Linked DNA regions of Mus musculus: regions 2, 3 and 4 are each linked to region 1. Evidence: chromatin contacts called from public promoter capture Hi-C data. All regions are on one chromosome and are shown on one strand. Each heading gives the region's core, a stretch centred on a gene start, on an enhancer-like site or on the middle of the called end of the contact. The rest is flanking DNA. Distances are from core to core; before and after follow the strand shown.

Evidence for each region. Promoter capture Hi-C pulls out the DNA fragments that hold promoters and counts their contacts.
Region 2: a promoter capture Hi-C map of hippocampal neurons shows a contact between it and region 1, with 5 times the contacts expected there. The contact joins the promoter of Xist here to the promoter of Magee1 in region 1. A contact is called at or near these places in 3 of 39 promoter capture datasets (cranial neural crest, hippocampal neurons and pre-B cells), 1 of 484 Hi-C or Micro-C datasets (B cells) and 2 of 115 datasets of contacts at active chromatin or transcription factors (astrocytes and thymic regulatory T cells).
Region 3: a promoter capture Hi-C map of embryonic stem cells shows a contact between it and region 1, with 5 times the contacts expected there. The contact joins the promoter of Cysltr1 here to the promoter of Magee1 in region 1.
Region 4: a promoter capture Hi-C map of embryonic stem cells shows a contact between it and region 1, with 9 times the contacts expected there. The contact joins the promoter of Taf9b here to the promoter of Magee1 in region 1. A contact is called at or near these places in 2 of 39 promoter capture datasets (embryonic stem cells and erythroid cells), 2 of 484 Hi-C or Micro-C datasets (cerebellum and uterus), 1 of 115 datasets of contacts at active chromatin or transcription factors (astrocytes) and 2 of 9 other capture datasets (liver and macrophages).

Annotation. Positions count from the first base shown.
Region 1 is chrX:105,118,797-105,122,498 of GRCm38.p6, reverse strand. Magee1 (melanoma antigen, family E, 1) reads right to left here and starts at 2,121. Exons shown (of 1, transcript NM_053201.4): 1 at 1-2,121. The coding sequence starts at 1,888.
Region 2 is chrX:103,481,259-103,484,960 of GRCm38.p6, reverse strand. Xist (inactive X specific transcripts) reads left to right here and starts at 1,728. Exons shown (of 8, transcript NR_001570.2): 1 at 1,728-3,702. It also overlaps Tsix.
Region 3 is chrX:106,601,852-106,605,553 of GRCm38.p6, reverse strand. Cysltr1 (cysteinyl leukotriene receptor 1) reads left to right here and starts at 1,875. Exons shown (of 4, transcript NM_021476.5): 1 at 1,875-2,319. All of the region lies in intron 1 of Gm5127 (predicted gene 5127), which reads right to left.
Region 4 is chrX:106,218,232-106,221,933 of GRCm38.p6, reverse strand. Taf9b (TATA-box binding protein associated factor 9B) reads left to right here and starts at 2,092. Exons shown (of 7, transcript NM_001001176.2): 1 at 2,092-2,355; 2 at 2,957-3,038; 3 at 3,488-3,624. The coding sequence starts at 2,305.

The sequences.
Region 1 (3,702 bases), core at 872-3,371:
CTGCGCGGGATCGTGGGCCCCAGTAAAACTCATACTCGACTGGCACACAGTCAGTTAGTGGCCTATAGTCCAAGTAACGCTGCCACACAAACTCTACAGACAGAAGTCTCTTCACGTTCCCAAAAACAGAAAGCCTTCTTTCACGCTGCACTCCGAATCTCCAGAGCATCTCCCAGATATCAGCTTCTCTCGCTTGGTTGCCATTTAGTAATATGTGTCCCAGAATCATCATCAAGAGGCCCATCTTTGGCCCATTTGGGACGTCTTCTAACCCTTCAAAGGGCACTGGTCCCAGTTTGTTGAGCAGGATGTAGATGTGCTCCTCAGTGTCGAGCTCCTTCAGTTCAAACCGAAAAATGCACTCCAGGTGGACTGCTGCTCGTCTGAGGATCTCCGGGAACTGGTGGCGATAGTCTTTGTCAATGAATTCCCTCATATCAGATTCCTTGATAGGGTACTTGGTCTGATCCTTCAGCAGCAGAAACTGCAACAATTCTGCTACGTTTTGCTCCATGGGATCCTGAGGCTTCAAGGTAAGAGCAACGCGGGAGGTGCCCAGGCCCATAATGGTGATGGAGTTGGAATTCTTACTGTCTCTCAGGACCTGGAAATCCAGGAAGCGGTCTTCACGCTTTGGGCGTACAGATGGATCCTTGGCCTTTTGCAGAGCACGGGAGGTGCTCTTGTTCCTGCGCTCAGAAGCACAGCAGCTCAGTGCTTCCTCGGGGTTATTAGCTTCAGTGGGCATCCCAGAAGCGCTAGGGCCCTCGGCAGCTAGGGACATCTGCGAGGTGCTCGACCCCTCCCCCAGGCAGTGCAGCTCCGAGGTGCTCCGGCCCTCCCCGCAGGGAAGCAGCTCACAGGATCCCTCCGCAGCGCATGGCGCCAGCGAGCTGCAGAAGCCCTCAGCAGAAATGGATGACAGGGACGAGCTCAGGCCCTCGGCTGAGGTGCTCGGGCTCTCACAAGCAGCTGATGGCACCGAGGTGCGCAGTCCCTTTTTGGAGGTGGGCGGCACGTTGACGTTACATCCCTCCATTATGATGGGCGACACCCAGGAGCTCTGGATCTCACCGGAGGGGGGCGACATGGAGGCGAACAGTCCCTCAGCGGAGGGGGGCGGCGCAAAGATGTCGGGTTCCTCCAAAGCGGAGAACAGCATAGAGATGCTCAGGCCCTCACCGAAGGTGGGCGGCAGGTTGATGCCCAGTCCATTAGAGTCAGTGGGCGGCACCGAAGTGCTTGGGTCCTCACTAACGGAGTAGGGCTCGTTGATACCCGGTCCCTCCGAGATGTTGGGCGACATAAAGATGCTCAAGCCCTCATCAGAAATGCCCGATTCCTCAGAGAAGGTGGGCGGCACCGAGATTCCCGGGCCCTCACCCAGGGTGGGCTCCATGTTAGGGCCCCCATCAGAGTGACGCTGCTCAGAGATGGCCAGCCCTTCTGAGACAGGGAGATGCTCATAGGCCTTTGAGCCTTTAGGAGCAGTGGGCGGCACAGGGCTATTCGGGCCCTCCGAGGCGGTGATTGACATAGCGGTGTTCAGCCCTGCGGAAACTGCAGGAGGCCGGGAGGCGCCCCGACCCTTCCTGGAGGTGGGCATCTCGGAGGTGTTCGGCCCCTGGGAAATGATGAACTGCCTAGGGGCGCTTGAGCCCTCTGAGGCGGTGGGCGGCACAGAGGCGCTTGGGCCCTCCCGGGGGGTGGGCAGCATGGAGGTGCCAGGGCCCTCAGAGGCGCGGAGGCCCTGGAGGATCTTAGGATCGTTGCGATCCCGAGGGACGTCTGGGCCTGGCACAGCAGCAGGGTGACCCTTCCCGTTGTTTCTGCGCGCATTGGCCCTTCCACCGCGGCGGCGGCGCGAATTCTGGCTTACCAGCGACATGGTCCTGTCGACCGACGTGTGGAAGCTGACACTGACAGGCCCGCGATCTCACAGACGAGGGGGAGAGGTATGTAGGCGCCTCTGCACGGAACTGCCGCTAGAGCAGGAATGCTGCTGCTGCCAGGCCCGAGCAAGTCGCAGGAGCAGAAATTAGAGGTGGTGGGCAAGAACGAAGGTTCTAGCCGACTGTGAACGCTAGTCTCAGAATGCTCGCCTCTCACACCCCGCCTTCTGCCGCAGTCCGCGCAGGCGCAGTTGGGCTCTGCGACAAGGCGACCCCGCCCAACCCAGCCTCTCCCGTGGGTTTGCGAAAGTGGACCTGGTGATTCTGCACCAAAACTGCGCAATGGCAGGAGGGAGGCTTTGATAGGAGACAAGGAGCTTGGAGCAGATGGGTAAATGGAGGTAATACTAGCTATTTCTCAAGAGTCAGGGTACCTACTAGAAGGTTTCTACCCAAGTGTCAGGTACTTGATAGATTTTCAAAATTGCATCCTAAGGATGCATTGGGGAAAATGTGCGTGGCGCATGGAAGGGTGCAGCTTTCATCCCCTCCCTTGTCTCCTCTGTCATTTTCTCTATCGAAACCTCTAATACCTCTCAAATTACTGCCCCTTCTCCAAAGGGCTGGGATTTAGTTCTACTTAGGAAACCTGTAGCTAGCTAGAAATTTTCACTGCACAGTCCCAACCCTTACCAATGTAGAAAAATGTAATCTCTTTTGTGGAGTCCTTCAATAGTGCTATTCCAACCACACCCAAAATTAATTATCCTAGGACAGTTAGTTAGCACCATGGGGTCTGTTAGAAAAACTCACTGTCAGGTTTTGAAAACTGCAATTAGCATGGTTTATGGAGGCAAGTCTCTGGGAAGGTTTCTATTAGTTACTAAAGAGCTACTGGAATATGAGCCAGCTAAAGCACAGGAAGCTGTCCAGAATTAGAAGGATAATGGATAGAAGGAAACATTTGGTTTCCTTATAGGGCCTCATGGTTACCTATGCTGCCAGTATTCTGCATGTTTCTGTGAAGTTAATCTTGTGTAGCTTTGTGCAGTACCAACTGGTTTTAACAGAATCAATCATATGGTGTCATATTCCAACAATATTTTATGTTATCCACATTGCATTCAGCACATGGGTCCACAAAATCGACTATGGGCCTATTACAGCATTACCTAAATATGTGCATATGATTAGCCTCTGAATCTTGGCTAATGTCTATGGTTAGGAGAACAGGCTCATTTTCATAAGTGAAACTTGTGGAGGAGCTTTCCCAAAGATTCTGCTACAGTCTATTAAAATCAAGCTGGTGAGAAGCAAGCCCAGAATGCAGTTAAAAATGCCATGCTATATTCTGCTGCAGCAGAAGACACGTGTACATTTGGGGAGTTGAGTGTTCCTTCTTGTTCACATTAGTGTGCATGAGAGTTCATGTTTCCTAATGACTGTCAAGCACACACAAAGAAGGGGCTCTTCCATGTGCCTGCACTAGAATTAAAAGAGATCACAATTTAAATAAAGTTGTTAATTTAATAGCTGCACACAAAATTATACCATGTACAATAGAACAGTCACATATGGAACACTCAGGGGTGGTCACATTATTTAAAAAATAAACACTAACTATCATACATTTGGCTTATTTCTGTTCCTTCTTATCATGACATAGCTATGTTTCAGTGAAGGACCACCTGCTCTATCATAACCACTGACAAGGAAACTCTTCTAGAGAGCTCATTTGTATAATTAAAAACAGCCTTTAGGATTCCTCCCTGGAGGTATAGCAGCACCAGCACACCAATGTATTTCTTCC
Region 2 (3,702 bases), core at 479-2,978, 1.6 Mb after region 1:
GAATGGAGGTGTTTTTTAGAAAAATATTTATTTAATGTGAGTACACTGTCGGTCACTGTTCAGATACATCAGAAGAGGTTAGATATCGGATCCCACTACAGATGACTGTGAGCCACTACGAAGTTGTTGAGAATTGAACTCAGGCCCTCTGGAAGAGCAGTCAGCACTCCTAACCACTGAGCTATCTCTCCAGCCCAGGAACTGAGTTTTAGCACATATCCCTTCATGCTTTCTTGTGATAAGACTAAAAAGTGTCCCCGAAACCTGACATACCTTGATGTACACGGTGTGAGAAAGAATGATGAGGTTTGCAAGAATTGGGACTAAGTAAAACACAGAGACTAAATTTAACTCTTTAATTTGATGATTCTCTCTAGCATCCCCACAAAAATGATACACTGGCTTGCATAATCTGTGACCAGTACCTCGCAAGTTCTAAATTCTCTTTGTACAGCTCATTTAGAAGTTCTCGTTTATACAAAGCCATATCCATCGTGGAGCCAGGTGCTCTTAGCTGTGAAGAGCCCTTCCTTGGGTCTTTTTTCCCTAATATGTCCTATGTGACTTCTCACTGGTGATGCTTTTGGTGTGCTTGTTACTCTGATCCTGATCGCTCTGTCAACTAAAGTTAGACAAAGTAACCTTTACTTCTCAATTCAGATAGGAATCCTTTTGCACTCCAAGTTTGGCTTCAGATGCCTTGGAAAGATTCATGCTGCCACCTGCTGGTTTATTCAGTCTGTGTGCATCATTTATTTACTTGTTAATTTGTTTTTCTTTTGTTGAAACAGTTTATTTTGTAGCAGATATTTTTCCATCCCTACCTGAACCACCTCAATAGTAAGATTAGTGAATTGCTGGCACTTTGATCGTCCATAAGCAAACCAATTTTGTGTCCTTTATTATTCATGGGACGCCTAAAGGGAACTTAGAACAGACTGTGAATTATTTGTCAGCGTGAATCAACGAGACAACAATATCCTTTGATTTTCTAATACCCAGGGTGTCTGATCTCTTTCATGTGGATATTCATAGTTTGACAGTTAACAAAATTTGACAGTTCTTTTAAGTTAGCAGTGTCTCTGGGGCGAGTAAGATACCAATGAGCTATTATTCCCTCAGGCTTTGCTTTGGCATTTAGGAATTATTTTTCATTACTGCTAGCGAGTAACGTACTTCAGTGCGTTTTTGTCCCAAGGTATGGAGTCACCAGGTTCCCAGAGAAAGACTAAGATGCCAATGACCCAAAACTATGAGCGTAAGCCCACCAAATCGGTCACAACTAATACTCTGATAATTTAGGAACCAAGGAGCCATTTTGTGAGGCATTTCTACCCTTTCCTCTCCTCATCTGAGGTCGCCAACTAATGCAGAAGAACTTCTAGTGTCCAAGACGCGGAGCGATACATGGTTTGTCCAAGTAGAAGATATATTGAAATTTTGCATAGACAGGTGTGTGACCTAATGTACATTATTTAATGTTTATGTGGAAGTTCTACATAAACGTTTTTAGCTGTAAAATAGGATAATCCTTCATTATCGCGCAAAATAATGAAATTCACGCGTCATGTCACTGAGCTTACGTACCTCCATCTTTATTCATTTTAATTTTTTTATAATATAGTTAGACCTAAAGGTCCAATAAGATGTCAGAATTGCAATCTTTGTGGCCACTCCTCTTCTGGTCTCTCCGCCTTCAGCGCCGCGGATCAGTTAAAGGCGTGCAACGGCTTGCTCCAGCCATGTTTGCTCGTTTCCCGTGGATGTGCGGTTCTTCCGTGGTTTCTCTCCATCTAAGGAGCTTTGGGGGAACATTTTTAGTTCCCCTACCACCAAGCCTTATGGCTTATTTAAGAAAACATATCAAAATTCCACGAGATTTTTGACGTTTTGATATGTTCTGGTAAGATTTTTTTTTTGACATGTCCTCCATACTTTTTGATATTTGTAATATTTTCAGTCAATTTTTCATTTTTAAGGAATATTTCTTTGTTGTGCCTTTTGGTTGATACTTGTGTGTGTATGGTGGACTTACCTTTCTTTCATTGTTTATATATTCTTGCCCATCGGGGCCACGGATACCTGTGTGTCCTCCCCGCCATTCCATGCCCAACGGGGTTTTGGATACTTACCTGCCTTTTCATTCTTTTTTTTTCTTATTATTTTTTTTTCTAAACTTGCCCATCTGGGCTGTGGATACCTGCTTTTATTCTTTTTTTCTTCTCCTTAGCCCATCGGGGCCATGGATACCTGCTTTTTGTAAAAAAAAAAAAAAAAACAAAAAAACCTTTCTCGGTCCATCGGGACCTCGGATACCTGCGTTTAGTCTTTTTTTCCCATGCCCAACGGGGCCTCGGATACCTGCTGTTATTATTTTTTTTTCTTTTTCTTTTGCCCATCGGGGCTGTGGATACCTGCTTTAAATTTTTTTTTTCACGGCCCAACGGGGCGCTTGGTGGATGGAAATATGGTTTTGTGAGTTATTGCACTACCTGGAATATCTATGCCTCTTATTTGCGTGTACTGTTGCTGCTGATCGTTTGGTGCTGTGTGAGTGAACCTATGGCTTAGAAAAACGACTTTGCTCTTAAACTGAGTGGGTGTTCAGGGCGTGGAGAGCCCGCGTCCGCCATTATGGCTTCTGCGTGATACGGCTATTCTCGAGCCAGTTACGCCAAGAATTAGGACACCGAGGAGCACAGCGGACTGGATAAAAGCAACCAATTGCGCTGCGCTAGCTAAAGGCTTTCTTTATATGTGCGGGGTTGCGGGATTCGCCTTGATTTGTGGTAGCATTTGCGGGGTTGTGCTAGCCGGAAGTAGAAAGCCAAGGAGTGCTCGTATTAGTGTGCGGTGTTGCGCGGAAGCCGCAGAGGACTAGGGGATAGGGCTCAGCGTGGGTGTGGGGATTGGGCAGGGTGTGTGTGCATATGGACCCCTGGCGCGGTCCCCCGTGGCTTTAAGGGCTGCTCAGAAGTCTATAAAATGGCGGCTCGGGGGCTCCACCCGAGGCTCGACAGCCCAATCTTTGTTCTGGTGTGTAGCAATGGATTATAGGACATTTAGGTCGTACAGGAAAAGATGGCGGCTCAAGTTCTTGGTGCGGTATAACGCAAAGGGCTTTGTGTGTCACATGTCAGCTTCATGTCTGAGTTAGCCTGGAGAGGTGGCACATGCTCTTGAATGTGTCTAAGATGGCGGAAGTCATGTGACCTGCCCTCTAGTGGTTTCTTTCAGTGATTTTTTTTTTGGCGGGCTTTAGCTACTTGGCGGGCTTTGCCCGAGGGTACACTTGGTGCATTATGGTAGGGTGTGGTTGGTCCTACCTTGTGCCACTCGAAGCTGAGGCAAGGCTAAGTGGAAGTGTTGGTTGCCACTTGACGTAACTCGTCAGAAATGGGCACAAGTGTGAAAGTGTTGGTGTTTGCTTGACTTCCAGTTAGAAATGTGCATTATTGCTTGGTGGCCAGGATGGAATTAGACTGTGATGAGTCACTGTCCCATAAGGACGTGAGTTTCGCTTGGTACTTCACGTGTGTCTTTAGTCATCATTTTTTCGAAGTGCCTGCCCAGGTCGGGAGAGCGCATGCTTGCAATTCTAACACTGAAGTGTTGGATGATGTCGGATCCGATTCGAGAGACCGAGGCTGCGGGTTCTTGGTCGATGTAAATCATTGAAACCTCACCTATTAAAAGAAAGAA
Region 3 (3,702 bases), core at 626-3,125, 1.5 Mb before region 1:
ATAAAAAGTAAACCTACAAAAGACAGTTTAGCCGAAATACATCTTGTGAGAGCTTCTTCTGTGGTCTACGTTCTTATCTGCAGTATGAGAAAGCTGAACAGTATTACTTATTAAACAATCTAAACAAAGCAATGGGATAACACCTGGAGAAAGCAATAATAAAACAGGAATGTCATATCCATTTCAGCTAAAATTAAATTTTAAACAAGATCATTTTCCAGGCCCCTTCAGCTCTGCATCTGTATACTCTCCATAGAAGATCTTTTGGCCTAGAGTGGGTATGTGAATACTACATGACTGAAAACCCCTTAACTTTCTACCTAGTGGTGTTTTACTAACACAGATTCATCATCTAATATATATGTGAAGACCCATTTTCCAGCGCTCTCCTTACTTGATCTTCTCTACCACACTTTTTAAAATGTCAGAACTGAAAAGCATCTAGGAAAGTGAGGAGAGGGAAGCAGGGAGGTAACAGTAGAGAGGTGTCAGTCTACCCTGTTAACATCTTCTGAAAATGTAAGGCGATAGCTGCAACGAAACTGGATGGAGAAGAAAGGATGGCGAGAGAAGGAAAGGAGAAATGGAATGCAGTCAGTTCCAGAAAACACAGTAAGATTGGAGCAGCTAATAGAAAGTGAAGCCCTGTCAGAGCTGATGGAAAGCCTGTTCTTCCCATCACTCAGGAACAGAGACACAACTAAAGAAATAAAGAAGTCAGAGGGGGGGGGCACCCCCTCGATGCTACACCAACAGTGGTGCTATCTTTTCTTTTTTTTAAGATTTATTTATTATTTATTATATGTAAGTACACTGTAGCTGTCTTCAGACACACCAGAAGAGGGCATCAGATCTCATTACAGATGGTTGTGAGCCACCATGTGGTTGCTGGGATTTGAACTCTGGACCTTTGGAAGAGCAGTCGGGTGCTCTTACCCACTGAGCCATCTCACCAGCCCCAAGTGGTGCTATCTTAAAGCACTTTTCTTCAGTATCTAAAAAAAAATACCCCTTCTGCCATAACTCAAACTCCTTGAAAACAACACATACTGGAGGGGAAGTAAAACTTTATACTCTGTATCTCTTATAAACTCAATTCCATTGAATAAATACTGGCTAAAATAGCAATAAAATTCCCAAGATAGGATTAAAGTCTGCTCTTGAATCCAAATGTTTGCTTCCCTTTTAAATGTTCTTGGACGACCTTTTCTCCCAAGCATCATCATTACCACTGCATCCAAGGATTCCGTGGAAGAGGATAAAGAGTGACTGTAAAGTCATTAGGCTGCCTAAAGATGGAAAATTTGAGAAATTTCTTTCTTGTAGCCCATAACTGGCCAGAAAGCCACTGTTATAAGGACATTTACAAGTCCTTCCAACTAGTTATTAATAATAAGGCTACGTTTACACAATGTGTGTGTGTGTGTGTGTGTGTGTGTGTGTGTGTATCCCAACACAGGACTTTCATAGTAAAATTCAAAGTAGTTCATTCACCCAGTTTACTTCAAAATCTTATCAATTTGTCTTCAACATCAAATCACACCTCAGGTTCTAATTAGCACACTCTAGATTGGCATGTCCTTTTCCTCCTAGGATATGAGACAATCAAAAAGAAAAATGCTTTTCAAAATTCTTATAGAATCACAAATTTCATGAAGGAGGGGGACACACACACATACAGCCTGTGAAGGAGAGAGGATATATGGAAGGAGAGAGGTAAAGAGGAAGTATATCTTAAGATCAAGTTTCACATAATGCCAGATATATTAGCATATACTGGTAGGATTATCTTTTCCCCGCCTACAAATAGCCTAAGCACCCTCCAGTCATAAAAATCAGAGAGAAGTAAGCTGAACAGCAGACACTCCTCCTTACTTCCCACCTCAGAGCAGCTGCATGACTTCCTGAGGATTCTATTGCAGTAGCCAGAGATAAACACTCATTTGTGCATATTACGTGCAAGTCTCCAGTTTCTATTCTTCTTCCCTCTCCGCTCTTTCCCTTCCCCCACTTTAAACCAGGGAAGCCAAACTCTGGCGGGGTTGAAGCGGCTTGAGAAGTACTAAGAAACAGGAAGAAGAGTCGAGGTCTATTGGCTAGCAAATGTGCCATGGCCTGACCTCTCTCCTCTGGAAAAGAAACATTCCTAAAGAGCAGGAGCCCTGTGAATGGAGTGGACCATCCCGAATATCCAGACTTATTTGCAGCTCACCATCCAGGGTTAGCTCACCAGGAGACTAGCAGGTTGGAATTTCTGAAGATTTGGATCTTGCTTCAGGGAGCAAAAGGACCTTAAACTGTGAAGCTTGGAATCAGCAGGTAAGAAAATTGGGTTGGTTGGAGCAAAGTTGAACTGATGGCAGATTCTACCAAATGCCTCAGAGATTGTGGATAACTGCCCTGCCTTATCTGCCTTGAATTAAGCTGCTAATCTGAACATCTGCATTCTTTCGGCTTTGGTTCTTGGCCAGAGCTCTGATCGTCTAATCAGCCTGTCAGCAAGTGTAGCTCACTGCCTCTGTTGCACGCTCAAAATGGCAAACTGTTGAGGTGGCATTCCTCAAGCCTCCAGCACCTTTACGACTCAGCCAGAAGTGCAAAATCGGCCTCAAGCTCCCATCTTAAGGCTACCCTGGAGCTTCTGTAATGCAGATTTAAATGTGGAAAGAATGTGTTCAGCGGCTGCTGCTGCACGTAAACCAACCAGTTGGGGGCTGACCTAGACTTTTCACGAGGCACTTTCATGCTTTGTTTTCTTCTTACTTAATTCACTTTACATCCTGCTCAAAGTTTCACACTTTTCACCTTCTTTGCATCCTATAATTGAGACAGGATGTCCCTCTTTCCCCCACTCCTTCATTCTCATCATAGTTCTCATTCTACCCTCCCCCAGGCCCCTCTCTTAGGTAAAGAGAAAAGTGACTCAGACAGGTTAAGGAATTTCCTTGCAACACACCACGCTGCTAGAAACTGGCCATTTGACTCAAGACTACAGAAAGAAAGCCCTATCAACTTACAGACAACTAGTAGAAATACCTATGACCTACTTTGTAACTTAGGGCTAAACTCACTAGGTTAACATTAGACTAAGAAGTCATACAATTTAATCAACCACATGGGACAAGAACGTTTTTTTGTCTTCTTAGCTATTTTCAATGGTATGCAAATAGACTGGCAGGCACTACCTTTTTAAATTCAGTGGTTCTAAATCCCTGTCTCTGCAATTGTTTTGAAATCAAGGAGATCAAACTACCATATAGTTAGAGGGCATCTAACTTGGATCTGTTTGTATACTGCTTTAAGAATGATAGCAAACATTTTATAAAGATTTATAAAGTATTATTACCAGAGTATATTTTAGATAAAATTTGTGTCTAGATAATTTTAAATTTATCATATCTGTGGCATCAAGTTTAAGTCACTGAAAAATTATTTCCTGTCATAATTTTACAATTAGTACCCCAATTGTGACTAAAGTTTACCTCTGTCTACATAGTAGATAAACATAATCAAAATATTATGTTTACATCTATCTCTTTTAATAATACTGCTCCTCGTTCTCTGAAAAATCCTAATTATGTTGGGCATTCGAGTCCTACAAAAAATAATCTAGACCATGATCCGATCAATTAAAACAAAAAAATGTCACAGGCTGGAGTAAGGCTGAGCTAGCCCTGTCAGAGTCTTCCTGATTTACTGTTA
Region 4 (3,702 bases), core at 843-3,342, 1.1 Mb before region 1:
CTTCAATCCCAGCACTTGTGAGGCAGAGGCAGGTGGATTTCTGAGTTCGTGGCCAGCCTGGTCTACAAAGTGAGTTCCAGGACAGCCAGAGCTACACAGAGAAACCCTGTCTCGGAAAAAAAAAAAATCCAGAAATTAACGATTCATGAATCATAAATCGAAAGCTGATCTCAGTAGTATATTAAATTCTTGTGTCCTTCCATATTGAGTCATCCCTTCGTCCAGTGCACTCAGCTATACACGGATTTCACCCAAGAGTCAGTAACTATTTTAGTTGTCATATGAGCTGCTGCAGTGCGTGGGGGCAAATAACTGTTATTTTACCAACAAATGGTCCCAAGGCACAAGATAAGTAATTCTGGACATTTGGATACAGCAAAGTAAAATAACTTACTTTGGGAAAGACGATAGAAACAAGATACTCTCATATTTTGCATAGACAAGTTTTAAGTCAAAACTGTAGGAATTAAACGGCGCTTTTTCTTTTCTTTTTAATTGTTATATACTAGGTACAAACTACTCATTTATTAGTTTCTACTTGCTTTGAAAAGGTAATCGTTGGTTTTGAACACTGGTCAGCTGGCTTACGAGTGGGGAAAAGACGCTACGGGCGGGACAAGGAAGAGCTAGGGAGCAGGGCGAGGGGGGGCTGCGAGGGCGGGGGAGCAGGGCGCGTGGCTCAGGGCACGTGGGGCGGGGGGCTGCGAGGGGGGAGCAGGGGGCGGGGCTCGGGGTGCGTGGGGCGGGGCTTGGGAGCCGTCAGCGTGGGTTCCGCAAGAGCATCAAAGTTCAAGATGGCTGACCAGGAGTCGGATGCGTTTGACCAGATTGTCGAGGAGGAGTCGTCCTCGGATGAGGTAAACTGCCCTACCTAAACTGAAGGGTTCGCTAAGCCCCGAAATGTTAAATCTGTGAGAGGTACTCCTGGAGAATTTTAAGTAAAACAGTCTTTGTTATAACTACGAGGCCCATTCAGTTGTGAGGACGTGAAAGGGCCTCATTTGGTAGGCCTAATTCTCTAATCTTCGTAAGCGGTCGGCGGAAAGATGCTACTATCAACGCTCTAGAGCTAGGTACCAACGAGATGGGATGTAATTTTGTGAAGTTACCCTGATAGGACTTGTCGCTAATTAATGGGCCTGGTTGTGTCTGATCCAGGTGTCCTGGCAACCTTTTCGAAGGCGGAAGAGAACAGGGCTGTTGAGAAACGTAGGAACGGGATTCTCGGACTCGTTTTAAACCAGAGACTGTTAACTTCGTAATTCTAAGGGTAGGGGAAGTAGAAGCCATGGCGTGAACCTCGTGAACCTCGGGGTACTCACGCCCAGGGGCATTTGTGGAATTCAGAGGTCATCAGACTTGTCATGCCGGAAGAGCGTTTAACCGCTCGAAACCTCTCTTAGCCGGTCCCTATTCTGAAAATATATATATATATATGGGAGTGGGCAATCTGGGAGACAAAAAAGAGTCCAGTTTCCACCCTAGAGGCTGGAGCCCCTCAGACCGTGAGGACGTAGGGAAGCCGGTGCTTTTGTAGGCTAGACCAAATCCCCACGTGTGAAGAACCGGATCTACTGCAGTGGCTTTCCCCCTTCGAGATGCTTTCATGCAGTTCCTCAGCTTGTGGTGAGCCCCCAACCATAAAAGTATTTTTGTTCCTACTTTATCATTGTAATTTTCTTGCTGTTATGAGTTGTAATGTAAACAGCGTATGCGACCCCAGTGCAAGGGTGGTTCGACCCCGAAGGAGTCGCAACCCGCAGGTCGAAAACCTCTGGTCTATTGGGTAGGGTTCCCAGATTTGAAAAAGATTTCCTAATGCCCACTTAAATTTGGATGTCAGCTAAGGAGCAACTAATTTTGCAGTATCAACATGGCCTGTGTGCCGAGGTGGTGATACACATTCGTTGTTAATGTGATATTCAAATGGAACGGGCTGTCGCGTTTGCCAGAACCATGTTCACCCAGCGGCCGAGTGGAGGAAGGGCCTCTGAGGGAATTCCAGGAAACTCCGAGGACCAGTGGGCATTAAGTGGGAGTGAGGATGGTCGGAGGGGAGCTGGCGCTGCATGGCGCAGAGTCGCTGAGCATCGCTAGGGCGACTTCCTCCGCACCTCTCCACCTCCGAACCTGCATGGGCCCCGGGTAGCCAAGTCCACACAGGTGGGGGCTGGCGGCTGGGAAGCAGCCCCGGCCGGGGAGCTGCGTGCTAGGACCGCCTTCCATCCCCCACAGGGGTGGAGCCAGACCGAGGTGGAAACCGCCTGCAGCTCTATCTCCGAGGTTGAGGAGCCGCAAGAGAAAATGGAGCCGGCCAAGATGGCGCCTATCAAGAACGCTCCGAGAGATGCCTTGGTAAGCGCGCGCGGGGAGCAGGGCCCGGCGCACTCCGTAGCATTGGGACCTGTGAGACAGGCCAGCCCGAGCGCTTGCCGGGGGAGCCCGAGCGCCTGGCGGGGATCGCGCGCCGTTTGCAGCCGGTAGACGTGGCTGGGAAAGGGCAGTGGAGTCCCCCTGTCCCTGGGGCTCCGTCCTTGCTCCTGGGGAGCCCCTCCAAAGGGCTGCCGCGGGGCTTTGTCTCGCTGGCCCGAGGCCACCCCCACCCACAAGTCCGCAGCCTCCTCGCTTCACGAGGATTCCCTGACTGCGACATGGGTTCTGATGCTAGTAGCTTCCCTCGCTGACAGATCCGAAAATGACAGCCAGCTGGACCCACCCCTACCTCTGCCTGGAAAGCCGGTAAAGGCCATTCTTGTGCCTTTGCTCCCACCCTTGCTAAAAGTTTTCAGCAAGAACATATGCCTGATTTTGTGTGATCACTGATAGGCAAACACTGGGAGAGGCACAAGGAGGAACGGTTTGCTGCATATAAAAATATGCCTTCCATCCAGCCTTGATTTCTTTCACTTAACATCGCGCATTCCGTCTGGCATTTTGTCTTTCTTTGAATCCACAGGTGATGGCACAGATCCTGAAGGATATGGGAATCACAGAGTATGAGCCAAGGGTTATAAATCAAATGTTGGAATTTGCTTTCCGTAAGTTAAATAAGTGAATACACCCAAAACCTGACCTCATGAATTAGAGAAGCTCGTTTGCTATAACACTTTAAACCAAAAGCAGTTGTTACTAATCTAGAGATGAGTAAAGCACTAAAAAGGAGCGCAAGTTAAGGGGTTGTAGTATTTAGATATGGCATGTCCGCATAAGTAAAGTATGCGAATAGGACAATTAGCGATTAAAACCAAAATTCATAAAGGTTCCAGAAATTAGCGGAACCTTTAAAAACCAGGGAGCATAAATAGTAAGGTGCTTTTAGGTTAGTCTTGGTTATGCATACTGTAATCTAGCCCTTGAGAAGGAGAGGCAAGAGGATCGGAAGTTCCAAGGGATCCCTTGGCGATATAGTGAGGCCGGTATGGGCTAGTTAAGATCCTGCCTTGAAATCTCTTCATTCGTTTAAGAAAAAATTATTTTGCTCTTAAAGGATATGTGACTACAATTCTGGACGATGCAAAGATTTATTCGAGTCATGCTAAGAAACCCACTGTTGATGCCGATGACGTGAGACTGGCCATCCAGTGTCGGGCTGACCAGTCCTTTACCTCTCCTCCCCCAAGAGATGTGAGCAAACGTTTATTTGCAGTTTTTCTTACTTACACTTTAAAAGGTATATTTCTAATGAGTATTTTTCTCTATTAG